2 separate regions of the Sus scrofa genome follow, and region 1 is linked to region 2. Evidence: chromatin contacts called from public HiChIP or PLAC-seq data. All regions are on one chromosome and are shown on one strand. The core of a region is the stretch at or near the end of the contact, and the rest is flanking DNA. Distances in the headings are between cores, read along the strand shown. Region 1 overlaps DOCK9 (dedicator of cytokinesis protein 9). Region 2 overlaps DOCK9 (dedicator of cytokinesis protein 9).

Evidence for each region. HiChIP or PLAC-seq counts read pairs in DNA pulled down with a chosen protein or histone mark.
Region 1: a contact with region 2 is called in an H3K27ac HiChIP or PLAC-seq map of skeletal muscle. The contact joins two enhancer-like sites. A contact is called at or near these places in 1 of 5 promoter capture datasets (liver), 5 of 47 Hi-C or Micro-C datasets (brain, embryonic fibroblasts, liver and 1 more) and 1 of 2 datasets of contacts at active chromatin or transcription factors (skeletal muscle).

Annotation. Positions count from the first base shown.
Region 1 is chr11:68,010,067-68,016,851 of Sscrofa11.1, reverse strand. The region is part of intron 1 of DOCK9 (dedicator of cytokinesis protein 9); the gene reads left to right. Among named protein-coding and RNA genes, the nearest start is that of DOCK9, 39 kb to the left of the region's middle. Within about 2 kb of position 1,676, at least 14 of the 83 cell types and tissues checked have an H3K27ac peak or open chromatin away from gene starts, as enhancers often do. A contact at or near this core is called in skeletal muscle, where this site is marked.
Region 2 is chr11:67,845,218-67,851,924 of Sscrofa11.1, reverse strand. It overlaps DOCK9 (dedicator of cytokinesis protein 9), which reads left to right. Exons shown (of 53, transcript XM_021065834.1): 26 at 220-345; 27 at 1,123-1,194. Among named protein-coding and RNA genes, the nearest start is that of SLC15A1, 160 kb to the right of the region's middle. Within about 2 kb of position 2,559, at least 20 of the 83 cell types and tissues checked have an H3K27ac peak or open chromatin away from gene starts, as enhancers often do. A contact at or near this core is called in skeletal muscle, where this site is marked.

The DNA.
Region 1 (6,785 bases), core at 427-2,926, 170 kb before region 2:
AGAGCAGAGCACCTGGGTGAGGTTTCACCACCCGCCTCCCAAGTTCCCTCGTTCCCTGTTGCACTGGGTGACAGTGGAGGGACTGCACAGAGGGCAGTGGCTCGCACACCCTCTCTTGCTGGACGGAGGGGTCCTGGTCCTGGCTGAGATGTGAAGGGGTCTGAGTGCAAGGGTGGGAGGGCGGTGCTGCAGAAAGAAGTCTCCCTCCTGCTCCTCGCCCTTCCTGCGTCCACTTTGGGGAATGAGCTTATCGTGCCTGGCCTCACACCCTGGGATGCTGTCTCTGAAAAGCTTTGATCTTTGATTTGGAGAGTCAGGCACCTTTGGGTCAAAGGGGAGACCAGAATTTGGGGAGGGTCATGTGTCTGAGTAGAATCCAGTTTTGGAGCCAAAGGCACCTTGAAGTGGGTTGGGTTGCAGCTGCTCTAGGTTATAGATGAAGAGCGTTTATGGGACTTGACAACAGTGTCTGGACCGTAGTGGGTGCTTATGAAATGTTTACTGGATGGACTCGAGAATAAGTGAGTCATTCAGGATCGCACTATGGCTGGTTCATGTTTATGGTCCCTTAGGTATTTCTGCTGGCGTATCACCCTCAAGCTGTCTGGTTTCTGTTTCTCCTGTAGGCCTGAAATAGAGGATGAATTATATGCACTGGATTATAATTAAAACATTACTGAAGTTTTATCTTCTGCTTTGTGACATATATAAACCACACACTCCAAGGTGGGGGAGGGATAAATTAGGAGTTTGGGATTAATAGATACAAACTATATAAAATAGATAAACAACAAGGTCCTACTACATTGCACAGAAACTATATTCAGTATCCTGTAATAAATCATAATGGAAAAATATGAAAAGCATATGTTTATGTACGTATATATGTATATATAACTGAATCACTTTGCTGTATACCAGAAACTAACATAACGTTATAAATCAACTACACTTCAATAAACACACACACACACTACACATTCCATGTGTGTTTCAATTTTTTTTTTTCTTTTTTTTGTCTTTTTGTCTTTTTAGGGCTGCACCCGGGCATATGGAGATTCCCAGGCTAGGGGTCAAATCGGAGCTACAGCTGCCCGCCTATCACGCCACAGCCACAGCAATGCCTGATCTGAGCTGCGTCTTTGACCTACACCTTACATAGCTCATGGTAATGCCGGGTCCTTAACCCACTGAGTGAAGCCAGGGGTTGAACCCGTGTCCTCATGGATGCTAATCGGGTTTGTTACCTCTCTGTCACCATGGGAACCCTTCATAGACCATTTTAAATATGTTTGTGTATTGGATTAAAAATTTTTTGAATCTATACCATATTTGTTGCTTATATTTTTAAGGTATGGTGAAGATGTTGGCCTAAGAGAGTGTTACAGCATTGATTATCTTGAAAAATCAATAATTTCCTAATGAAATTCAATTTTATGTTTTAGCGATCATTATCTGGCCTTCAAAAGTTATCTGTTATGTCAGTAGCTTTTAACTGGCACCCTCCAGTCGGATTTGGCTTTTCCTGATGTCCATTCTCCATGGCTATGGCAAGCTTCCTGAAGCTCTGGGCTGGCCAAGATCTGATGAGAAACCTTAAGCATTGCCTGCCCCCTCCGTTTAGCCACATACTCGGGGTTGGAAGGTGAGGGAGTGCGTAGGGTGTGCAGAGGAGTTTGGCGTTGCTGTAAATGTATTCAGATGAACTCAGTGTTACTGTTTATGAATTTTTGCTTCATAGTTGGGCCTGGCCTCCGAAATTCTTAAGTAATGGAGAATTGCGTAAGAATAGCCATTGATTGCACTGCCAGTTGGAACCAGGAAACAGAGTGATTTATTGAAGTCCATAGAATGCCAAAATGTATTTTTTACGCTTCCTTTTCATTCCATTATCAGCCACATCATCTATCAGCTGGTATTAGTAGCAAAGCTAAATTTTGGTGATTTGCATTTCACTTTTTGGTCCTTGACGTTTTTACCTTACAGAGTGGGAAGTTATAAGAAACTCAGTGATGGAATAATATTCTAAAGTGTATTATTTAAAGTTACACAGGGAGTTCTGTGGTGGCTCAGCCGTTAACAAACCCGACGAGTATCCATGAGGATGTGGGTTCCATCCCTGGTCTCACTCAGTGGGTTAAAGATCTGTTGCCGGTGAGCTGTGGTTTTGGTCACGGACACAGCTTGGATCTGGCGTTGCTGTGGCTGTGGTGTGGGCCGGCAGCTGTAGCTTTGATTAGACCCCTAGCCTGGGAACCTCCATGTGCTACAGGTGCGGCCCTAAAAAGACAAAAAATAAATAAAGTTATACTGGTAACTAACTGAACCCCGCACACCGTGGGCTGCACGAACCGCAGGCTCTCGCTGAGCGTCAGCATTGGGGCAACACTGGTGCTGCTCTTGTCCCGGTGCCGCTCTTGCCCGGTGCTGCCCGCGGAGGAGGCACCTTGCCAGGTTGAAAATTGGTGGCAGAGCCAATTACTCGTTGGAGCTCTGCTGTTGAGGATACTGGATGGGAGAGCAAGAACTGAGTTCCCAGTAGGCGCGGAAAAGGCAGGGAGAGCGCAGAGCTGAGTTTGTGTCCAGGGACACTTTGCAGGAAAGGCTGTTGCTTGAGTCTGGTGCTTCTTAGAACCACTGATTTGAGGACAATTTGCAGAGTTTAATTTTTTTGTTTGATTACTTTCGGACAACACCCCTGGAAGTGAAAAACAGTGTAACAAAAAAAGGTTCTTAGATCCGAAAATGTTTAGAGGTAGAAAAATAGTCCCCTGATTCTTACTGTCTACTATCAGGACCTTGACAGTCAGGAACCCACGTGCTTGTGTGGTGGGGGCATATTTCTCAGTCGGGTGGGCCCTCTGCTTTCCCATAGCAATGACTGTGTGTTCTGAGGAAATCAAGAATATGTACTTTTTTTTTTTTTTTTTTTCCTGGCAGACAGGCTGTATTTTACTTCCAGAGTCAACCAGAATGTGTTTTAATTAGTACATCATCTTGGAAACTTTATCATTGAGAAAAGTGTACTGGAAGGCTTGGCTTGCTTTATTTATTTGGCCCCCATACGTGAGTCCAACACAGCCACCAAAAAATGGCATAGATTTCAGTGGATTTTTGACTTTTTTTAGATTTTTAAAAATAATTCAATGAATTTTATTATGTTTATAGTTGTACAACCATCATCACAACCTAATTTTAGGACATTTCTATCCCAAACCCCCAGTCTATCCCCCTCCCCAGGACATTGTTTTAAGTAAACATTTGTTTATTAGGGATTTTAGAAATTAAACTTTGATTCACTCAACTTTTGCTCTCTCTTCATACCCACCCTTACCAGAGAGGATATTTCCAGGAGGATTTTTCTCTTGATGCATAACCTAAGGAAGAGCCCTTTTAAAGAAACATCCAGGAGTTCCCTTCCTGGCTCAGTGGTTAACACACCCGACTGGGATCCATGAGGATGTAGGTTCGATCCCTGGCCTTGCTGGGTGGGTTAAGGATTGCCTCGAGCTGTGGTGTAGGTTGCAGATGTGGCTTGGATCCCATGTTGCTGTGACTGTGGTGTAGGGCAGCAGCTACAGCTCTGATTCAGCCCCTAGCCTGGGAACCTCCATATGCCACAGCTGCAGCCGTAAAAAGCAAAAAAAAAAAAAAAAAGAAAAGAAAGAAATGTCCAGAGCTACATTTTGTAGCAGTCAGGCACATGTGAAATTAAGCCTGAATTATTTCTGGGGATATCTTTAGGAGAGCTAGGGGTCACGAGGTGGATATAATGAAAATGAAAAAGTAATTGGTGAATTCAGGCAGAAAGAGATATTCATATCTGAGTTTATTATACTCTGGATGAAACAGGTTTCAAAGATACAGATGGAACCAGTCAAGATAATCAACACTGGGGTGATTCCGAGTGGCTCTTTAGGACTGCTCCCCGCCACCACCCCATGGCCCTCAACTTTCCTGTTGACCAGGCAGGTTCTACCGGGTGTTTGCTGCCAAGACAGGTCCTAAAAGTTGGGCAAGCCTCTAATTGTTGTTTTCCAGAGTAGAGCGAACAGGTTTAGCACACTGGTTGTAAAATCCTTCCTCCTTTTGAAAACCTCAAAACCAACAAACTGCTTCCTTTTCTTAATCTCTGAGAGGGGGGGTGATGTCTGGCCTTTAGTTATGTAATGTGCGTGGCCCTGAGGTCAGGCTTCTCCTACTCCTACTCGATGGGATCGGATGGGCATCTTTCAAGCAAAACCCGTCGGTGAGCATCCCACCTGCCGCCTTCCCAGAAGAAAGGCGAGTTCTAAGCAGTCATCACTCAGCTTGGTTCTGCCAGGCCTGGGTGGCTGTATTGAAAAGGAGGCCCCTCCTGTCGGCTTTAAGATTTCCTGGTTGATTTGTCAGTGGCAGTGGGTTTGTTTGTTTGTTTGTTTGTTTGTTTTTAAAGATGATTAACATAGTGAGGCAAGTCTTACCAAAGAGCTGTCCATCTAGGTGCTATTAACAGATTGTGGGTGATATTTTGATGGGTTGAATGAGGTGGGAGTTCCTTTCTTTTCTCCCTGTGTGATAAAATCGTGTCCTGCTGCTGAAAAATCTAGGGAGAAATGGAGGAGGCGGAGCATGTGTGTTATGTGAGCAGCTGAGCTTAGCATCAGGGGAGTTCTTTTAGTTTCTTTTCTTTTGTCTTTTTAGGGCTGCACCTGTGGCATTTTGGAGGTTCCCAGGCTAGGGGTCTAATCGGAGCTGTAGCTGCTGGCCTACACCTCAACCACAGCAACTCAGGATCTGAGCCATGTCTGCGACCTACACCACAGTTCACGGCAACGCCGGATCCTTAACCCACTGAGTGGGCCAGGGATTGAACCCGCATCCTTGTGGATACTAGTCGGGTTTGTTTCCACTATGTCATGACGGGAACTCCCTCGTTTAATCTCTGCGTATGGTTTTAAAAACCGTGTTGTAGTTTGGGGGAAATGATTGCCCTTGTCTTCAGCCTATTGTCAATACGGAAACAGTTTCTAAGGGTCCCAAAGTAGTCCCTTTCAAGTTATCTCAGTTGCTTTTTGTTTTAAGTTTTTGGGTCTCTTTCCAAATTCTTTTTGTGTATGTGTTTGTCAAAATTTGCCTTTTATAAAGCATCAGTGAGTAGTTACTCTGTGTTACTTTAAACTAAAGAAGTAGGAAGTCGTCCTTGTTTTCCTAATAATGGTCTATTGTTCCTTTCCAGTTGCTACGGAGTGGCGGTCCTGGGTGGTGTGGGGCTGGCTGGGGCACTCAGCCAGGTGAGAGGACATTTGTTGTCCCTGGAGTTTGAAACACCTCAGCTGTCGGAAGCATCTGCCGCTGCAGGAAACCCCACCCCAGCGTTTATTGATGGGCTGCTGTGTGCCCGCTCGCCACCCAGGGCACTGACATTGGCAGCACCCAGCGTCTGCCGCCGAGTTGCCTGCAGGGTTCTTGTTCCTTGAGCACGGTGGTTCCAGCAGAAACAACTGCAGGAGGATGGGCAGTTGTTTCCCTCTATGTCTGTGTTGAAGATCAGTTTGCATCATCAACCTGGGGCAGTGAACACTCAGCGTTGGCCCGGGCCTTCCACTCGTGAGGTTCAGCAGTGTTGCAGGAGCGGCTGAACATGCTTTAGGGCCAGCGAGCCGTGACAGAGGCTCCCTGGGCTATTGTTGGAGATATCTTTATAGCAGAGTTAATGTGTCCTATAAATAAGAACCACACTTGGGTCCCATGGTAATTAAATGTAAATGGTGACTAAGTGCTCATGGTCATTCATTCAGCAAACGTTTCCCAGAGGCTTCTGGTGCCAGGCCGTGCCCAAGGTGCTCACCCACCATGGGGAGGGGTGGTCACATCAGCCCTGTCCCAACTGCCATGAGGGCCTTGTAGAGGACGGAAGGGCTTGACAGCGGGGCTGAGCCGAGTGGGGGTGTGGACATGGATGATTTGGGTGAAGGACTCGGTTGTTACCACTGCCTGATCGAGCCCCTGGGTTCCCTCTGGGGTGTCCTCAGCTCCCTTGCCTCACTCCTCCTGGATGAGGGATAGAGACGGTCCCTGGCAGCCACACTTTTGTCCGCCTCACCTCGCTCTTGTGTCCTATTTGTGTACTGGTCTGACTGCCTCCCGATCCTCTCTCTTCCCCAGGTACCTAAAGCGTCCTTGAGTCACCAGCTCCTGAGTTCTGGGTCCTGAGGGAAACCAAGAGGGGCTGATGTCCCAGAAGGTGACCCTTCTGTACCCGGGGAGGGGAGAGCCTGTCCAGGGTCTCCGGGGCAGTTCCCTCCAGGCTGCACCCCCCAGGCCCTTGCAGCTGCTCCAGAGCCGGTTCTAAGAGCAGTTCCATTTCCAAGGCAAGGAAAAGCCGGATGATGGCTTCCCAGTTTCTTCTTTGGCCTGCAAGTCCTGCTTCAGTGACTGTAGGGGGTTTGAGGGGCTTGAGGCTGATCAAAGAAAAAGGTACAGCCATGAGCGGCAGTAGTGACACACCAGCTTGACGGGACAACACTTGGATGAAGTTGCATGAGACCAGCCAGAGACTCACAGCCCAGGGACCATGATTCAGGAAGTGAGGAGGGCTGGGGACTCCCCGGGGTGGACTCAGAGCACCTGGAGGGGACTCTCATGTGGCAGCAGAGAGCTGGCAAGGGCCCTGGCGGCCGAGGTCTTACAACTGTGAGACTCTTACCAGTGTCAGGTGATGTTCCCTAGGGTAGGTAAGGCAGGCTGAAAGGCTCAAAATCCGATTGTTGCTGCTACTTTCAAAATAATCAGATGTATAAAAA
Region 2 (6,707 bases), core at 1,310-3,809:
TGGAGCGCTGGTCCAGATGAGTCAGGTGACTTGCGTAGTTGATGGGCTCCCTCTTTCTGTCACATGACAACCACCCTTCCCACCTTCCGTTTCCACGCCTTCCTCTCCCACCCGTGCAGTTGTACCTGGGTCCCTGATCTCCAGCCTTTGCAGCCTCTCCAGCTTTCAGCCCGTCTTGAAGAACCAACGCACTAAAGTATCTTTCCCTTTTCTTCAAAGTATGCTTATAAGGCAGAGCCGTATGTTGCTTCCGAATACAAGACAGTGCACGAAGAGCTGACCAAAACCATGACCACAATTCTCAAGCCTTCCGCCGATTTCCTCACCAGCAACAAACTGCTCAAGGTATGTGGGCGGGGCCAGCGTGGCTCTGCGGTATTGAAATTGATGGAAAAAATTCAGACCTCATGGCCTGATCCATTTCACCCTTTTTGTGTGCTTTTAGAGACAATCACTACCTCCTAAAAAGGGGTGACAGAGTTTGTTCTTTTTCTTCTTTTTTATGGACACACCTGTGGCATATGGAAGTTTCCAGGCCGGGGTATGAATCAGAGCTGCAGCTGCCAGCTTATACCACAGCCATGGCAACGCCAGATCTGAGCCGCCTCTGCAGCTTAATGCCGCGTCTTGTGGCAATGCTGGATCCTCGACCCACTGAGTGAGGCCAGGGATCTAACCTGTGTCCTCACAGAGACTATATCGGGTCCTTCACCTGCTCAGTCACCGTGGGAACTCCTAGAGTTAGTCCTTCAGTACCAACTTTGCTGCTGGTACTTGTGCTCCTGACAGAGCTGCAGGTGTTGCTATCTTCAGAGTTTCACAGTCCTATTAAACCACTGGAGGACATTGGGTTAGAGACCAGAGGCAAGTGTGCGCAGGTGAGACTCAGCTGAGAGGAAAGGACGTGTTTCCTGGCGGGGTGGGGTGTCCAGTGCTGGACCCACGAAGCAGGAGAGCCTCTGCCGTGCTCCTCTGGTCTGACCACCATTTGCCAGGAGGTCCAGCTTTGATTTCCGGTCACACTTATTTCATGTTGGTGATACCATCAGCCTAAGAGAGTAAACATCCCACCTTCTGATTTGTTCTTTTCCTTACTGGAATTTTTTTCTTTCTTTCTTTCAGTATTCATGGTTTTTCTTTGAAGTTCTCATAAAATCCATGGCCCAGCATTTGATAGAGAACTCCAAAGTTAAGGTATGTCACTTCCTATCAAGAACTGCCTGGCCGATCTTAGGGGAACGTAGCCAGCACTTCTTCCTGCTTTCTGTGTGCCAGTCACAGTATTGCTCTAGGTGCCTTCCAAGCAGTTAGGCATTTCAGCTTTATAACCCATGAGGGAGGTCCTAGTCTTAGCCCTCATTTTGTACATGAAGGTACTGAGACCAGAGTGCCTGAGTTATTTACCCAAGGCTGCACAGAATGGAGGGTGCCAGGCTTTGGAGCCCAGCTTGTGGAGCACTGTGTGATTAAATCCAGAGAGAAGTGCTCGCTTCAGCAGCACATATACTAAAATTGGAATGATACGGAGAAGATTAGCATGGCCCCTGCGCAAGGATGACACGCAGATTCACCAACCGTTCCATATTTTTATAGCAGACCTAAGACCTCTGATATTTAAAAAAACAAAACAAAAAAAGTACACAAAATAAAATCAAGGCAATGAAAAAAATATAAAATAAATCCAGAGAGAAATGTGTCTTTTCCTTTGACTGGCTTAGAAATCTTCAAGTCTGTTAAGTGAGAATAGCAATTTGAGCATCCATTGAAAATGCAATTCCCCAGTGTTTCTTAAGTGTCTGGAGCATTGTGGATATTTCTCAGGAACTTGGATGGGAGTGTCTGACGTGACTGCACGTCCTCTGTGGCCAGTTAGTGGACTCTATTAACTCCACCTCTCCTCAACACCTTCTTCTGGAAAGTTCCTGGCTGTGTCTGACTCTCTGGGTCCCATTGGCCTCTGTCGTGAGATGACTGGGCTTGTCCGTGGACTGTAACTGGCCACCACTGGCTGTCTGAGGCTCCGTGAAGATAAATTTTTATAAAATTCCACTGCAGTAAACACAGTGGCCGTGTCTTGGAGTTCCTTCTGAGACTCACAGGTCCTGGAGTTGCCAGGTGTCTATGGCTTCCTGCTGGGTTGTAGCTGTACAGAAGTGGGGTCTCGGGGAGTGTGGTTGGGAGCGGGGGTCCTGGGGCCCAGGAGCCTCTGCAGTGAACACGGGGAGGAGGGAGAGAGGCCCCAGGGAGGAAGGCTCAAGATCTAGGGCCCCCTGGACAAGGGACCTGGACACAGAGGAAGCCTTGGGGAAGGCTGGTGGATTTCATCAGGGGCAAGGTTGGTGGTTCAGAACCTAAAGCTGTGCTTTCTTCTCGTAGAGCTAGTGCTGGTGCCTGATGAGGAGATTTCCTTTTTTTCCTTTTTTCTTTTAAATCCAATTTCAGTGCACAGGGAGATGCCAGATGGAGGTGGGCCCTGCCTTCCACAGAGTAACGCACCATCTAAATCATGCCAGCACAGCCTGCCAAGGAAAAATCTAACAGATTGTCTGCTTGGCCGCGTGCAGCTAACAGGCAGGCGAGCACACACACACACACACACGCCTTTCTGTTGAAAATGCTGTCCTGTAGAGGACAGGCTCGAGGCCTTAGTCAGCTGGGGCTTCCAGCACATGTGCGTGCACAGGGGGCTTACGCAACAGGAATGCATTCCCTCATGGTTCTGGAGGCTCCCTGTCTGAGGTCAAGTGTCTGTAGGCTTGGTTTCTTGTGAGGCCTTTCTCCTTGGCTTGTAGTCGGCTGTCTTCTCCTATGTCTTCCCACGGTCTTCCCTTTGTTATGTCTGTGTCCCAATCTCCTCTTTTAAAAAAAAAACTTTTTTTTTTTTTCTTTTTAGGGCTGCTCTTGTAGCAGATGGAAGTTCTCCAGCTAGGGCTAGAATTGGACCCACAGCTGCCGGCCTACACACAGCCACAGCAACACCAGATCCTTAGTCCCCTGAGTGAGCTCAGGGATTGAACTCGCATCCTCATGGGTACTAGTCGGGTTCTTAACCTGCTGAGCCACAACGGGAACTCCTACTCTTAGCTTCCTATAAGGGCCCTGATCCTGTTGGATTAAGGCCCATCCTGATGGCCTCATTTTCCCTTAATTTCCTCGGTGAGAACCTGTCTCCAAATGTACTCCCATTCTGAGGTCGGATTAGACTGCAACATAAGAGTTTTTGGAGGAATTGGGTAAAAGGGACACAATTCAGTTCGTAACAAAGCCCTCCTGGACTTTTCATTATTTTTGTCTTTATATAAATAGGATCACTTGAGAGAGATTGGTAGCTTGATTCTACTTTTAAAATAGCCGACTTGTTCAGAAAGTATTCTTTGGGCCCTTACTCTGTACCAGGCTCAGAGCTTGTGCCCTTGAACGGAGCATGTTTCGTGCCCTCCCGGAGTTCAGGTGAGAAAGTATTCAGTTAGGCCCCAGAAGCAAAGTCAAGGAGGTCAGAGACACTTGTGAAACATTCCGGAGGCATGTACTTACAGTCAAGCATCAATGTCACGCCTCTGAGACTGTGATAGGAGATTAATAAAGGAATGTAATGGTGCGCGTTCTTTTCTCAAGACGGCAAATTAAACCATAGGACTTTAGGGTTGGTAGGGACCTGAAAACTGCCTCCTGGCCCAGCTCCTCCCTTATTTCCCATGGACACCTGGACCCATGAAGTGACCTGCCCAGGGTCACACAGCTGAGCAGAGCCAAGAGTCGTGCTGCAGTCCGAATCAGCCTCTTGCAAGGGTTCTGCCCTTCCCGGCCTTAGAACCTGATGCTCCAGCACCTCCGGGAAATAGTTTGTCTTTGGAACTTTACAGAAATCACTCAGATGCTGCCGTGCACAACCTTTTCTGTAAGTTAATTATATCCTGGTCCTAAAACAACATTCGGAGAATTTTTAGAGGTGGTTTATTTTAAAATCATCCAGCTTAAAAAGAAATATGGGCATCCAAAAGGAGAAAGCTTAACCATAACATAATTTACTATAAAAAGAGATTCAAAACACCTACTGACCACTTTGGGGAGTTGGACATTTTTCACTTTGAGAGGCTCCCCTCTGACTTCTGCGCCCACGTCGCCCTGGGAAGCACCTTTCCCCTAAACCACACATTGATCTAGGAACTACTCTCTCAATTTTTGAAGCCTTCATTCTGTTTGCCTCATAGCTTAGGAATAATGAGATTTATATGTTTGAATTTGGTTGGTTGGTTGGTTGTTTTTCAGAATTTTGGCTGGCCTGTGGCCTATGGAGCTCCTGGGCCAGGGATCAGATCTGAGCCGCAGTTGCCAACACCGGGTACTTTAACCCACTCTGCCGGGCTGGGGATCGAATCGGGGTCCTGGCACTGCGGAGATGCTGCCAATCCTGTGGCACCACAGCAGGAACCCCTGAATTGGTTCTTTTAATGTTTGCCTTATGGTCCATCTTAAGACATGCATGTCATAGTGCCTGATCCCTGGGTTTTGGATTTAGGGAACAAGTTCATATTCCTGTACCACTTTTGAGTCCCCAAATCATGATCAAATCCCTCAGAGTTTTTGTATTTTTAGACTGAAGATTGTCAGTATCATCCAACGTGTTTATAGTCATGACCTTGATTTTCTTCCCCTCACTGGTGAGTCTGTCTTAAAGTGCCACAAGTAGGCGCACAGCAGTCCTGCAGGGTTATCTGGGCCCTGGATCCATGTAAGAGCCAGACGCTGCTTTCAGTGTTGCCGAAAGTCCCCTTCCCCAGGTTGTCTGCCATGCGTCGGCTTTTGGGGGCAGTGTAGGTGGCATGAGGCCTTCGGTGTCCACTCCTGGTGTTGGTGGGTTGTTGCATCTGACTGACTCTATGTGGAGGGGTAAATCCACACTGTTACGATGAAGCTGGAGACGACCATGGGTGTGCACCTGTTCGGCCCCAGCCAATGAAACTCTCCTTGCTGTATTTGCAGAGGAGGGCTGTGAATCAGAGCCACTCTCTGAACTAGCATCTAAAATCAATTTCCTTACCACCTCACACAGACCTGCAGTTTGGATTGATTACATGTGACTTTGCCAGACTAGAGAGCTTTATAAGTGACGTGCTTGGAATTTATAAGAGGGATTTATAAAACAGGCCTCATCAGGGCCTGTGGAGGAGTTCCCAGCCCCAACCCCTCTCTGCCTCTAAGGTCCGCATATTTTAGAAGTTTCTTTTCTATCATTTATTTTTAGCAACTATAATTTCAGCAGACCTATTTTGAACTCCCTTCTCTCCCACACTGAATCAAGCAAATTGTTGGCATTCCACAGGTGCTCCTCCAGGGAGCTGGAAGCCTGGCAGTGGACAGGATGAATACTCACCCTGAATGTCAGTTGTTTGGCCTTGAGCTGTTTTCTGTTGTAATTGAGCAGAGCAGACACTTTCATGGAAGCAAGGAGGAAGGGTGGGATGGTGCATGCTCTAAGTGGACTGCTTGGGACCCCTCCCAGTCTGTATGTGTCAACTCTGTACTTCCCGGTGGCAGAACGGTGACACCCATCCTTCCATCCATGAGTGTGGGTTGGAACATGGTGGGCTCTGCACAGCCCCGAGGAGAAATGCAGATGGAGTGAGGGTGCCTCCTAACCTTGAAGCCAGCAGAGCCGTCAGAGCAGGACATGCAGAGAGCAGAGTGCGGGAAGGTGTAGGCGTGGGCCCCATGTAGGCTAGGGGCCTAATGTGGAGCGAGAGTTGGAACTTCACCTGGGCCCGGACGGCTGCCCCCGTCGGACCTGAGTGTCAGACAGAGGAAAGAGCACGTGATTGGGGCGGGGGGCAGCGGGGGCCTCTGTGGGAGCGCTCAGGCTGAGTAGAGGGGCAGCGTGGAAAATACAGCTATAGCTCAGAAACAGCGAAGAGATGGGAGCTTTGGGGCTGAGCAGCAGGCGGTTTGGTGGAGGTAGGGTAGTGACAGGATAAAGTATAAGTGTTAGCAGAGTGGTTTGGAACCCTTTTTTTATTATTAAGGTATAGTCCATTTACATACACTATTTCACGTTCAGCAATGGAAACTTTGTCAATGAGTCCGCCCTCCTCCTGCAGTTTAAGTAGTCTGTGGATTGGATTAATGCACATGTTATTGTTTGTGTGTCTTTGTGGCTTTTTGGCTCTCTAACCGCACTGGTATGAAGTGACATATTCCGGTGACGCTGGTAAGGATTAGCGTGGGAGGGAGGCAGTGGGCTTGGGGACGAGGACGTAAGCGCTGTGAATGAATAAGAGGGGAAATTAAGACAGACCAATCACGTGACCCCGTAATTGTATTTCTAAGTATTTACAGAAGAGAAACAAGAACATTTATCCACGCAAAAACCTGCATATAAATGTGCATAGCAGCTTATTCAAAGTAGCCCCAAACTGGACATGTCCACTAACTGGTAAATGATAGACAAATTGCGGTAACTCCATGCCATGAAATACTACTCAGCAATAAAAAGGAGCAGAGTATTGACTTGACTTCCAAGCAGTACTGTGGATGAATCGCGCAAGCCTTGTGTCACGTGAAGGAAGTCACTGTGGTCACATGTACACACCATGCACGGTCTCCGTGCATTTGTGTGGCGGTCCAGAGAAAAGAAAAACCACCGGGACAGAAAACGGAGTGGTGCGCTATGCTTGGGAGAGCTTGAGCTTTAGGACTATAGGTTCAGCTGC